Regions from separate parts of the Anser cygnoides genome. Here region 2 is linked to region 1. Evidence: chromatin contacts called from public Hi-C data. All regions are on one chromosome and are shown on one strand. Each heading gives the region's core, a stretch centred on a gene start, on an enhancer-like site or on the middle of the called end of the contact. The rest is flanking DNA. Distances are from core to core; before and after follow the strand shown.

Evidence for each region. A called contact is a pair of places that touch in the nucleus more often than the background predicts.
Region 2: a Hi-C map of liver shows a contact between it and region 1, with 2.2 times the contacts expected there. The contact joins the promoter of CA5A here to the promoter of SPG7 in region 1. A contact is called at or near these places in 2 of 7 Hi-C or Micro-C datasets (both in liver).

What each region holds. Positions count from the first base shown.
Region 1 is chr12:1,507,173-1,513,025 of Taihu_goose_T2T_genome, forward strand. It overlaps SPG7 (SPG7 matrix AAA peptidase subunit, paraplegin), which reads right to left and starts at 2,785. Exons shown (of 17, transcript XM_048075057.2): 1 at 2,514-2,785; 2 at 1,143-1,245. The coding sequence starts at 2,762.
Region 2 is chr12:2,358,483-2,364,696 of Taihu_goose_T2T_genome, forward strand. It overlaps CA5A (carbonic anhydrase 5A), which reads left to right and starts at 2,969. Exons shown (of 7, transcript XM_013197592.3): 1 at 2,969-3,196. The coding sequence starts at 3,076.

The DNA.
Region 1 (5,853 bases), core at 1,535-4,034:
TAATATATACTCCTCAACAATCCAATCAAAATATGAGTTTGTTCAGACAGTGTTTTAATATGGCAAAAAAAATCATTTGGAGAAATTCCTTCAGTACTGAAGCATTTACACGTTCCCCAAGGCATAACCAAAGTTAACACTGGTGGGGTCAGTGAAGAACAGCCTCACGCTAGAGCTGTAAACGCATGCTAGAGGAAATCATCTGCTGAAGCTCAATGCAGGTTTCTCAGTACACACTGTTAGGATACTCTCATAAAAGCCAAGGAAGGATGGCTACAAACAGTAAAACCCACGGCAGCTGCTACAAAACAATTAAGTGAAGGCTTTTTGCCAGGAAAACGCAAAAATTTCAGAAGCAAGGCAATTGACTTAAGAACTGTAGCTTCTATTTCTCATGGTCTGGAAAAAGAAGCAAGCCCAGGAGCTGGACTGCTTGTCAACTGCTATTTCTACTAGAGGATTCACAGCCATTTGAAAGATCATGCATATCTTTTTTCTTTCATTTTTATTTTTAAAAAGGGGGCAAACCAAAACAAATGAGCCCCTCTACCCCCCCCAAAAAAAACCAAACTCTTCAAGGTAAAGCAGCTCGAGCTCACCAGGCCCACAGTGGTCGCAATAGCAGGGACCGCTTTCGTTCAAATCTCAAAAGCATCAGCAAAGCTGCCTTCCCAATTTGAAGAGGAAAGAGAGAAGAATAATTGCCTTTGTTTTACAGCTTTGTACTTTTGCTCTAAGAATTCAGATAACACCTTATAACATCCACTTTTAACCTGCTCCAATGCAAGGCTTTTAGCAAGGTTACATGATATGATTTCTAAGGTGAATAACATTTTCTTCTTAGGCTTTGCTAATGAGGCACAGGAAGATTCTCTAGTTTGAAGTCTGCTGTTTTTAAATTAGCTTTTAGGTCTAATGACTCAAGTGCTCACTTAATCACACCGAGCTCCTTGTGGAAAAACGCCATTGTTCATCTCTGCCACCAAAAACCTAGAACCCCTGCAAATGGCACTCTGCTCCCAAAGCCAAGAACAGGACAGCTTTGTTTCAGGAATTAAAAGTAAGGAAAAGTCAACATTCTTACTAAATAAGACCTTTTTTCCCCTCCAAGTTTCTCATTTGAGTTGCTCTTTGGGACTCACCTAAGAGATTCCAAAGCCTGGCAGGGTCTCGAATTATTTGTTGTTTCAGTAGGACTCCACTGAGGCCTTGAGATGTGGGGGAAAGTGTTTGTGACAGAAGGCTCTGAAGAGAAAGACAAAGGAGAAAAAAAAGACAACTATCGTTAAAGTTCTGCGACTGCTTATCGTTTCTGTATCCCATGAGGCAGAAATTCCAAAACATCAAAATATTGTGGCTAAGTTGCAGGACGAGCAGTTGTAAGCCCCAAATATTATTCCTGATTGTGCTGTGAACTTGCCATGTGACTTTGAAGACGTTGTTTATAACCCAGTTTAAAGTAAGCACACGTATAAATAGAAACATATATTCAAAACACTTGGAATTTTTATCTTTTTCCTCGCTCTACCGCTGCTCCTCACTCTAAAGATATGCTAGAAATCAACTCCTAGAATGCAAACATACCCTCCCCCAGGAGGGAATCTGAACAACTACTACTCTGTAACCCTGCTGTAAGGGTAACACAGCTGTTTTCCCCATGGTCATTCCGCAGCAATCCCACAGTTTATATCCACATTTAAGGGCAATTTCTTAGCATCTGAGAATTGACACGAAGTAATACCCTCACTGAACGCACCCTTCCCTTCCTCAGACGGGACTCCCTGTCTCGCTGCCCCTCTCATGCACAGGGGCAAGTTTCTGTGCAGCAAGCTGGACAGGAGCACTGACCTGCCTGAAATCCCTCTTTTTTCCCATCTGGCAGTCAGCAGCACAACTGTTTGTGTCTGCCTGAGAGGGTAACCTCCTGGGATCAGTATTTTTTGGAACAGAACAGCTCGGGCTACTTTAAATTGATGACAGAGCTGTGGTAGTAGAAAAACCTTGGCACGATTCTCAGAGAGCAGTCTCGGAATTGTTCTTCCTTTGCCTACTTGGACTGCCCGCACTTGTTCGCTGCGCTGAGGCAGAAAACAGAGTTAAATCATGTCGCAGGCCTGCTTCAGAGAAGATCCGTGACTTCTGTATGCATTAAGGGCGTGTGTTTGAGAGCAAAACAATACCAGGAGCACAGCAAGGCAGGGGAAAAAACGCATTTATGGCGCACAGCCGCAGGGGGGGGTGCTGTACGGACCCACAACCGTTTGGGGTTTGGGCTGGAAGGGGCCCTGGAGGCCACCCGGGTGCCGCAGGGGGGGGGGGACCCGTCCCGCCGGTACCGGGACCGGTGCAGGGACCGGCACACCGTAGGGGGGAGAAAAGGAGCCTCGGCGGTGACAGCCCAGGCGCCCTCAGCCCGTGCCGGCCCTCCTGGACGCTCCTAACGCTTCACCCGTGGCACGGCACCTTCGGGGCGCTCCGACCAAGCCCCCCCCGGCCCCGCCGCCCCCCGTTACCTGCAGGCCCCGGGGCTGCGGGCGAGGCCGTGCCCAAGCCGGGGCTGGCGGCGGGGCGGGCCGCGGCCATGCGCAGCGCCCCCGGAGCAGCAGCAGCCGCAGCAGCGCCATGGCCCGGCCCCGGCCCCGGCCCGCTCCGCCGGGGGCCCGCCAGGGAACGAGCGCCGCGGGGCCGCCGAAGGGAGCGCCGAGCCACCGGGAGGAGGCCTCAGCGCGGCCGGAAGCGCCCGGTGAAGGCCGGGCGGCCATCTTGGAGGCGGGCGGGCAGCCGCGGGGCTGCCATGCCGCAAGATGGCGGCGCCGCCTTGGCTCCGCCCTCGTCATGGCGCGGCGTGAGGCGAAGGGGCGGCCGGGCCCGGGTACCGCGGCCACGGGGAGCCCGGCACGGCCCGGCCCGGCCCGGTGGGGCTGAGGGGAACGGGGCTGTGCCCGGCCTTGGCAGGCGCTGCTGAGGGAGAACGGCCCTGCTGGAGCTCACGGTACGGTCTGAGGGGAGCGGGGGGTGGCGGCCGCGCCTGAGGCACCGCCAGGTATCGTCGGAACTGGGACGAGCACAGACGTATTTACCGTTGGAATATACATAAATATTCAGTGTGTATTTACAGCTACACGCCATTTATCAGGCGGGTTAGCTGGCTCTCTTTTCTGAGGAAAAGCCCCCACAGTGCGTTTGGCAGCTCCCAGCTCCGTAAACCGTGTTTGGCAGTGCAGGCGTGCAGTCCTGACGGCGGTGCAAAAATCCGCTCACGCGTTACACTGAAATCAAGGTTGTGAGTGGTGTTACAGCCTCCGTGTACAGATACCACAAAGGTCATCGCATTTTAAGTCCCTGATCCCGAATCTTGTGTAATCTCTTCCGTTTTGCCCTAGTTGTACCCGGCAGAGCTGGTAGGCCTGACGTCCTCCACCGAATGTTTCTCTGGGGCAGAAAAGCATTTCAGAGCACAACCTGAACAATTTGTCTCTTCATGGTTCCAATGACTCCACCCTCCTTCCAATTCAGGGTCTAAAGGTCAGTCAAAAATACAAGTTTTGCGATCGCTGCCATGCCAGTTAAGACTATGAGAGGCCCTCCCCCTGGTTCATCCAGAAACACCAGTAAAAGCTGTAAGGTGGAAGACCTTAGGGGCAACAGCAACCTTTTGATCAAGCTTCTGGGGAAGCAAGTTCAGGTGCAGAGCCTCCAGGCTTTTCGGCCTGTGGGCCCATGGCAGCCTGCAGAGCTCCCCCTGCACCTGCCCAGTACCTGCCCAGTACCCCCTGCACCTGCCCAGTACCACCAGCGAACGCAGACGTGGAGATCCACGGCTTTCCCCAGGAGACTGTGCTAAGGGTGGCCCAGGAACTGAAGAGGTTCACGGGCTGCACTTCAGTAACGGCTGGTTTAATCCATAACAAAAGTCCTTCAGGAGCTGCAGCTCCCCAAGGACAGGCTCTGCCAAGCTGTTTGCCAGCTTCTGTCTAACCACGACCATCTGCCTGACCCGTCCAGGGCGAGCTTTCCATGGCTTCTGGCCCCACAAGCCCTGCCTGGGCCCTCTTGCTCTGCACTCACGCCAGGAGTTTCGCCCTGAACAGCCCTCACTGCACCGTGGTGCCCTCCTGCTCTGTTTTGACAACGTTCGGAGTAAACTGTCTCCTCCCAAACATCCCCTCCCTCCTGCCGCAGTTACACCCTTCTTGCTCTACTCCGATGTACGTTCCCTTTGCCAGGCCTGCAGGTCTGATCTCCAACCTCCTGCCCACTTCCTTTGACGTGCCGTTTTACTCCCTTTCAATAAGTCAAGTCCTGTTTCTTTCTTCCCTCCTGTTTTTCTGACCAGGATGGTTTCTGCAGGTGTTTCTCCCTCCCCTCTGGTGGCTCCAGGAAAACTTTAGTGACTGTCACTGTGGTTGGTTCTCCCAACTCACCTGTCCTAATGTATCTCAGGCGTTCTTGAATGGGAGGTTGCAGGGCTACATAAAATAATAATAAATAATTATCCGTATGAAGGATCTCTCCCTTCCCAGCAGGTCTGAATTAGCATCCTCTTTCTAGAAGAGTCTCTTAGGATGTTAATTGTCATCTGCCCCCTGGGATGTGTCTAAGCAAACCTTCTACCAGCAAGGTCTATTAGCATGTTAATGTCCTCCTCACTCCTGGAAGTCTCTCTGTATCACTGGCTTAATCGTCAAACAGCTTAATTTACAGACACAAAATTAAACTGGTTGCAATTAATGTCTACGGGCCGGTCATAGCTCGAGCTGAGCACAAACACCGGCCCCGTGCAAGCCACGCCAGCCCTCGCCACCACCATCCTTTGCTGGCAGAGACGAGCGCACGTCTTCACCCGGCACGCAGAGGGACCAGGGTGGGAGGTATTTTACACTCCAGCTACGTTTGGAGGAGGAAATAGCTCCTCTGGAAATGCTGACTGAGGGGGGAGGCTCCCTCTAGCTCGGGCTGTGCCCACAGAGGCGAGAGGCACGGGATTTCCAGTGCGGAAACACAGCATGCAGCGACCACAGCGAAGTGCGCCAGGAACCAAGGGGCTGAGGGCCCCCACCACTGGGGCCGTGCACCTCCCGCACCTCAGCTTCACTCAAGGCGTGTCGCACTGCCTCCGCCGATTCTGCGATTAGACCTGTTGCTAATTAAGCGCGATCTATTTTTAAAAGAGTTGCATCATTTAAATAGACTTACAGCCCGATCAGAAGCGAAGCAGTGCAGTTTGCTTAGACGGGGCTTCACTGCCTTCTACCAGGCTGACCCGACGGGGGGCCAAATGGGCTTCGCCCTGCCTGCCTTACGGTTCTGCTGCAGCTTCAGGGAGGCAAACCTGCACCCACTGAACGATGCAGGGCGCTGGAAGCTGGATGGGCCCAAGCTCCAGCACAGGCTGAGCCTGGGTGGGCTCGCTGACTGCCACAAACAGCGTTTGAGGTCTGCGGGGCTCTTGCTGGGACCCTCTGAGCCAGAAGACGCCGGCCTGGATGCGACCAATCTGCCAGGACGGGTTATTTACAGACGCACCACGTAGCTGCAGTTGACGCAATTCCTATTCCTCCTCTCACACTGTGCCTCAGAGGCGAGCAGATGATGAGCCACCAGGAAGGGGGTGCTGGGGTCCTCGCCTCGCCCGTGCCAACGCGAAGCGGTGCCAGGAAGGAGAGGCGAGAAGTTTTGCTCTGCGTGCGGCCAGCAACCACGGTGGCTGCGCTGCGACTCGTGCGTGGGCGGCTCGGGCCGGGCCGTGTAGGGGGAGGCGAGTGCTGTCCTCTCTGCGTGTGCGAGAGATGACCTTGGGAAAGGTGGCTTCAGTCACCGTCCCCGGCCTGGCAATATGCTCCGCTGGGAGCG
Region 2 (6,214 bases), core at 1,719-4,218, 850 kb after region 1:
GTGTGCCAATCCACAGAGAAATGAGTGTGAAAGCCCACAGAGAAACGATCTGACTGCCTTGTGACAGCTACCCCAGGTGATATTTTTAGCCGCTGCAGAGGTTTCCCATGGACACCTCGCAGCTTCCCACCCTTTGATTGATCATACTGTCAGCTGTTATAAAGCCGTAACTAGATGAGGAAAATGTTAACTATGAAATCACTTTATATCTTTCTAACTATAGTAAAATTGTAAGCCTATTTTTTTCCCCGGACTTTTTGGGCTTGGCTTGCCAATGTTGCAATTAAGGCAATATTAGCACAGGAACACCCTTGCAAGCATAATGCCAGGAGAAGCAGATTTCTTCAAACACTATGATTGAAATATTCCATGAATCGGGAAATTAAGAGATTTTTTCCTCTATCTTCTCTGAAGCTTGAATTCCAAATGGTGAGAGACAGCACGCTGGACAGAAAGATAGATAAAATATATTGTAATACGGACTCCCGTGAAAGGAGAACTAAGTGCCCCATGGCCAAGAAACAAAGCCAAAAACTGGAACTGAAAGATGGAAAGAAGAGCAGAACATCTCAGGTGTAACAGTTTTCCTTCACATTGTTAATGTGCTCACGTCTGATTATACTCTGAGCTGTCTAGGCTTTGCATTTCAGCAAGGAGGACGCGTTTCTCTCCAGTGGCTGCACTTAACTTCCATACTTCTTGTCCTAAAAGCAACAAGGTTTTGCTCCCTGCTGGCTCTGAACTGAGCTTCGGACTTCACAGAAATAGCTGTAAATAATAAAGTACATACAGTGCATCGGCCACCTTTCTTTCAGGAAAGAAAGCTGTTGATTCAGAGCGATTTGAATAGTTCTTCAGCAGAATCAAAATGTTGATAAGGCTGCACAGAATTAAATGACTACAGAATGTACATACTGGCAACCCTCAAGTAAACATCAGAAAGAAAACAAATATTGATCCTCTCTGTCCAGTCTGAAGGCCCTTACAGTAAAGTCAGACAGGTAGTAACAGCCAGAAATTTCTCAATTTTTACTTCTCCAGTTCCTGCGAAAACTAAGTAAGCACATTTCCATTGTATCCAGTTACACTCCACGTACGTGATTATCCACAATTACGAGCAAAACCAGAAGTCTGATTTTGCACTTTTTTTGCAGACAGAACTCTTGGCTAACAGTGGCTTGCTCTTAAGACACTCTGAGGCACGCAGCTGAGGTAATAAACAACAACTATTAAGAAAGACTCTCCTACATAGTTGGTGTTGGAATAGTAAATAACACAGATACGCCTGCCACTTTAGGATACTAAAGAGGATTCCCTGAGCCTAAGCCTTGCACTTACCCACTGGGCAGTAAGAGATGACAGATACACGTGTATTTAATGAAAATGTCAATGAGCAAATAAGTTTCTAATTCAAAATACCAGTATTTGTTACATAAAAACACATAGTGAAAAATTCTTTACATGTCATTTTATGGATTAAGAAAGGACTGATTTTTAATGTCAGAATACTTATCATTAGTATGATAGTCTTATCATTTCAGCTTGCTCTGTCCCTGATAGGTTCTGTAGCTTTCACAATATGCATTCCAATGTGCTTAACGGAGGAAAATGACCACATGAATTTTACAAATACTTAAGTAAGAATTATTAAAGGCCTTACAAAACCTGAGGCTGAGGTTGCCAATAATAAGTCTTAATGGCCTTGAGGCTCACCAGGAGCCTACACCACACTCCCACCCATGACCCAGGAGGCTGTTTAAGCTCAGGCTCAGCCCTTTTAAGTTTTGTTGCTGGGGCACTTGTCTTCAGGCTTGCTTTTGGCCCTGTCTCCAAGAAGGACTTCGGACCCCTGTTGTTGCTTGCGTTTGGCCCTGTCTCCTTTTGCTCCTGTCCAGGCTCTCAGGTTGGACCTTGGACCTGCTGCTTGCTGCGTTTGGGACTGCTGATGGCCACTGAGCTGTGCCCAGCTCTGCCTGCTGTGCTCAGCCCCTGTGGGTGAGGGCATTGAGCTAAGAGTGACCGCGGCACAGTCAGAGGGCTGGCTCTCATTCCCTGGCGTGCCCAGGCACTCTTTTCTCATGTCATTCCATCTTAATCCTAAAGGGCCTGTAATAACACCACAAAAAAAGTCCCTGGAAAATGAGTTGCTTGGTCTACAGCTGTAAGAAGTGCTTCTCTCTGCAGCTAGGGCAGGAAGGCCAATCTGGTGACAGAAACGTCCCACAGTGCAAGGGAGTAACTTAAATATGGATCTTCCACATCAGCTAACAAACATTATTAGAATTGTACGTGGAAATAAGGGAGTAACTCTCCTCATGCTTTCATCCCTAAGAAACAGGTCAGGAAACCCTGTTCTCCCCACTGGAGAGGGCTGAGCCAAAGTGGTTTTTGAGCTTAAGTGAGTGGGAGGGGTAATGATGGTTCCTTGGGTCTGTTCCTGTTTCTAACCTGTAAGAAATGATCCTTCTTATGAGACACCTTATAGTTCAGAAAGAGTTTCTTCACCCTGACGGTGCAATAATACTGTATTACGTGCTAGGAGCTGCAATGCTTTTCTGTAGGAGGCTGCTCCGCCTGTTCTGCTGGGCAAGCCTTTGTATCTACGAGATTTCTGCAAATTCCTCAGCTTGAGCGGTCACCGCTCCTCAGAACCACAACTGTCAATGATAGCAACTGTTAGCTATCAGCATTCAAAAGAATGTAGGGTGAAGAAGTGATAAGAAACCTCTCCTTGCATACAAAAGAGTGGTTTTTGTAACCCTTTGGTATTCTTGGAGCCACATGAGAGAAAGCCCGGAAAGTGCACAAATAATTACCAACTAGCCCAGCCTCCAACTAAATTAGAGCCAATGAAAAAAGCCATTCCAGGGATAAGTTGAAAATTAACTGTTTGGTTAGCTCCCTCTCTCCAACCAGGAAAGGGTGCTCTCAATTTTTTTTTATAAATAGGCCTGGAGATCCCTTGAAGCTGTATGTCCACAGCATTTTTTCCTCTGTGTTGATAGGTTGCTAGACTCCAGAAAGCTCCTCTGGCTGTTTGACTAACCAAAGTTTTCAAGTTCCAAGGTGATAATAATGAATAACGTGAAGACAAATACTCTGGTACATTTATACAAGCAGCTGAAAACGCTCTGGAGTCCGCCAGCACGACTCTGCAGCCTGGCTACCTGCACTCATAAAGACAGGAATGATGCGTGTAAGTATTTCATTTTGTCACCTGTGTAAGAGAGATGCAGAGGTACAAAGATAACAAATGTAATTGTTGTTCTTTCGTCAGGTAACTAAAAAGGGAAATTTGAGAATGTGACTGAGAGATTAAAGAAAAAAATGAACAGAAGGAGAGAAAGGAGAGATAGAAATACCTTACTGAATTGCGTGATTCCTCTCCACATGCACAATTAAAATATTGTTCATTATTTCTGTGCGTTAAGTTTGTGATTTTAACTTAACTCTAATGAAGAAATAGGCTTTAAAACAATTTTGTCAAGCAAGGCTTTGACTGTCTCCAATGAAATTCATACAAACTGATTCTGGGTGACTTTAATAGACACTACAATGTTCAGTTTTGAAAATAAGGCCCTACAGAAGTACAAACCACAAAGCCCTTGAAATTTTGGGTCTAGGAGATCTACAGTGAATGACTTATTGAGGTGCAATATATGCATAAACTAAAATGTCAAAGGCTTAGTTATTTAAAATGCTGGTTAACTTATCTTCAGATATGACTTGTGATGAGGCCAGCCAGAGATTACACGTCTACTCGCTCGTGTGGAGATAATGGCAGCTGGAGCAATAGTCAAGAGTAACATTTTACATCTAAGAAATCCCTTTGTTTCCACTATTTTTCCTCTGTAAAAATATTTAGCTTACTTTTCTCAAAGAATAGCCATATTCCTCCTTGAAAACTACAATGTGATTCTCCTCTATTTAAATTATCAAACGATAAAACTTATATTTACTTAAATAATGAGAAAACAGCTGATTTTATCTTATGTGGCAGATAGAACACAAAGCAGTATGGATGGAGACTAGCACAAGGCTTTGTTTCTCCTGAAAGTTACAAGAAATATTCAATAAGCATCCACGTTTAACAGCTCTACACTTGTAAGTGCATTTTGGAAGGTGACACCAAAATACTTTCTGCCACTAAGTGACCAGCACTTCAGAAAAACAGATAGATTAGCTGCCGAGTGCAGTGTGTGCTGTGTATATATTCCCAGACATGGAAGCTGTATGTAAGATATAATATGCAAGCTTCTCTATCAATCATGAGAAAAAAGAGCAGTTTTTATAATTATAGAATGTATGCAATATCTGTCTGAGTTCTCAGTCTAAATTTTCCCTTTTTTGCTCCTCAGAACAGAAAACGTGTTTTATTCTGAAAATATAATACAGAATGGGTATTCAATCAAGTAACATAACGGTATTTTCACCTTCATTTAAAAAGTGCCTTTAAAATCTGTAGAAGATGCCCAATTCTAGAAGCAAGATTAGCATTAGATTTTGTTGCTAGTGAAGCGTCCACAAGAAGAACCATTAACATGTTCCTAATGCAAAATGTAAGTCACGTATGCATCCATGACAGTATTTTTTCCTTTTCTGACATGTTTAGAGTACTTTCTTAGTAATACACTGAAGTTCCTTAAACTCCCTTCCTTATCAGTTTTTTCCACTTACAAGCATGTTTAGAAACTTGTTTTTTTCATTAATAATGAAAAATGAAGACATTCGTCTAGTCAAAGAAAAGCCCCACAGTAATATTTATAAAAACAATGTTTTAGCCTTACAAAACAGTAGCTTTTCTACGAAATTCAGATTAAGTGTATTAACTAGGTGTATGTACTAGCAGCTTTTCTAACGAATTCAGATTAGAGGCTCTAATTAGAAGCCTGTACAACTGTAGGTACACCCATTTGCACAAGGATGTACACACATGAGAACATATCCTAATAGTCACAAGCAACATCTGTATCACTCCTTTACCTGTAATTATCAGCAAACTTTTTTAATGTTTGAGATTCAACAGCTAAAACCAACACCTGTGCCTAAAAGGGTAATGATTGGGCTCATACCATACTGCTCATCGTGTGCAGTGATATGAATTACTGCTTCAGAGGAGAAATCCGGAGAATCTACTGTAACTATGGTTAAAAAGATTTCTTATTATTCTGTATCCTCACTTTGTTATTTATTCATCTTTATATTTGAAGTAATAAATTAAGACTGCAAGTCCAATGACTTCCGATTGCAGAAGCCATAGAGAAAATATAAATCTAGACCCTTCATTAAAAAGTAATGAAACCTAAAAATCAGCAGCACAGAATCCCTATGCACAGTTCCTCACTTTCCTACCTGTTCAGTCTTAATATACCACAAAACCTTAAGGCCTATAGAATTTAAAACTTCAGAAATGGAACATATTACTATTAGTGTGGCATTTCTGTTTAATTGGTAACGGTATTGCTCTAGGAAAATTATTTGAAATCCTTTGGTGGAGTAAGAAGGCAAAGTGGAGAAGGGCTGAGATCTCTGTCTTGACATGTGATAGAGAAACTCATTATTTTGGGGGTTATCCGTGTCAGTTCCCAATAAGGGGCTAAATGATGCCGTGTTTTTTTTCCTGTGAACACTTGTCCATTGGGAGCTGCACTGAGAAATCAAAACTCAGTTTGTGCTACCAAACGTTCCAGGAAGAGCTCATACAAGGCTGTTCGATCACAAGACCACTACTGATTAAATTAACTACAAATGCTAACTGTTTTTACTCACATTCCTCTTCAATTTAAGACAGACGCTATTGATTACTTAAATCTTTCTCTATTCCATGACATTCACGCAGGAAATGCCAAAACAAACTGATTCAGAAAAACACCATCTTTGGAATGGTTGGTTTCAGCTGCCAGTGAATAAATGCTAGCTCTGAATAAGCCAGCCTGTGGGTTCCTCCATCTGGTGGCTAGACCCTGTGCATAACACGCACTGAAAGCAAAAAGCACATCCAATTACGTTCAGCTCCGCACAGATGACAGCATAAACAGCCCGTTCAGCGACAAAGACTTGGAAAAAATGGTCCATGTTTTGAAGCCTGGTAAAGCTAGGCTATTGAGCTGTTGGTTAAAGTCTTCAATTTAATGTTCATCACTCTCACTACCATTTTCCTGAATTTCATCTTTTACCTTTCCCCCCTACCCTTCCCACTCACAGGAGTCTTTCA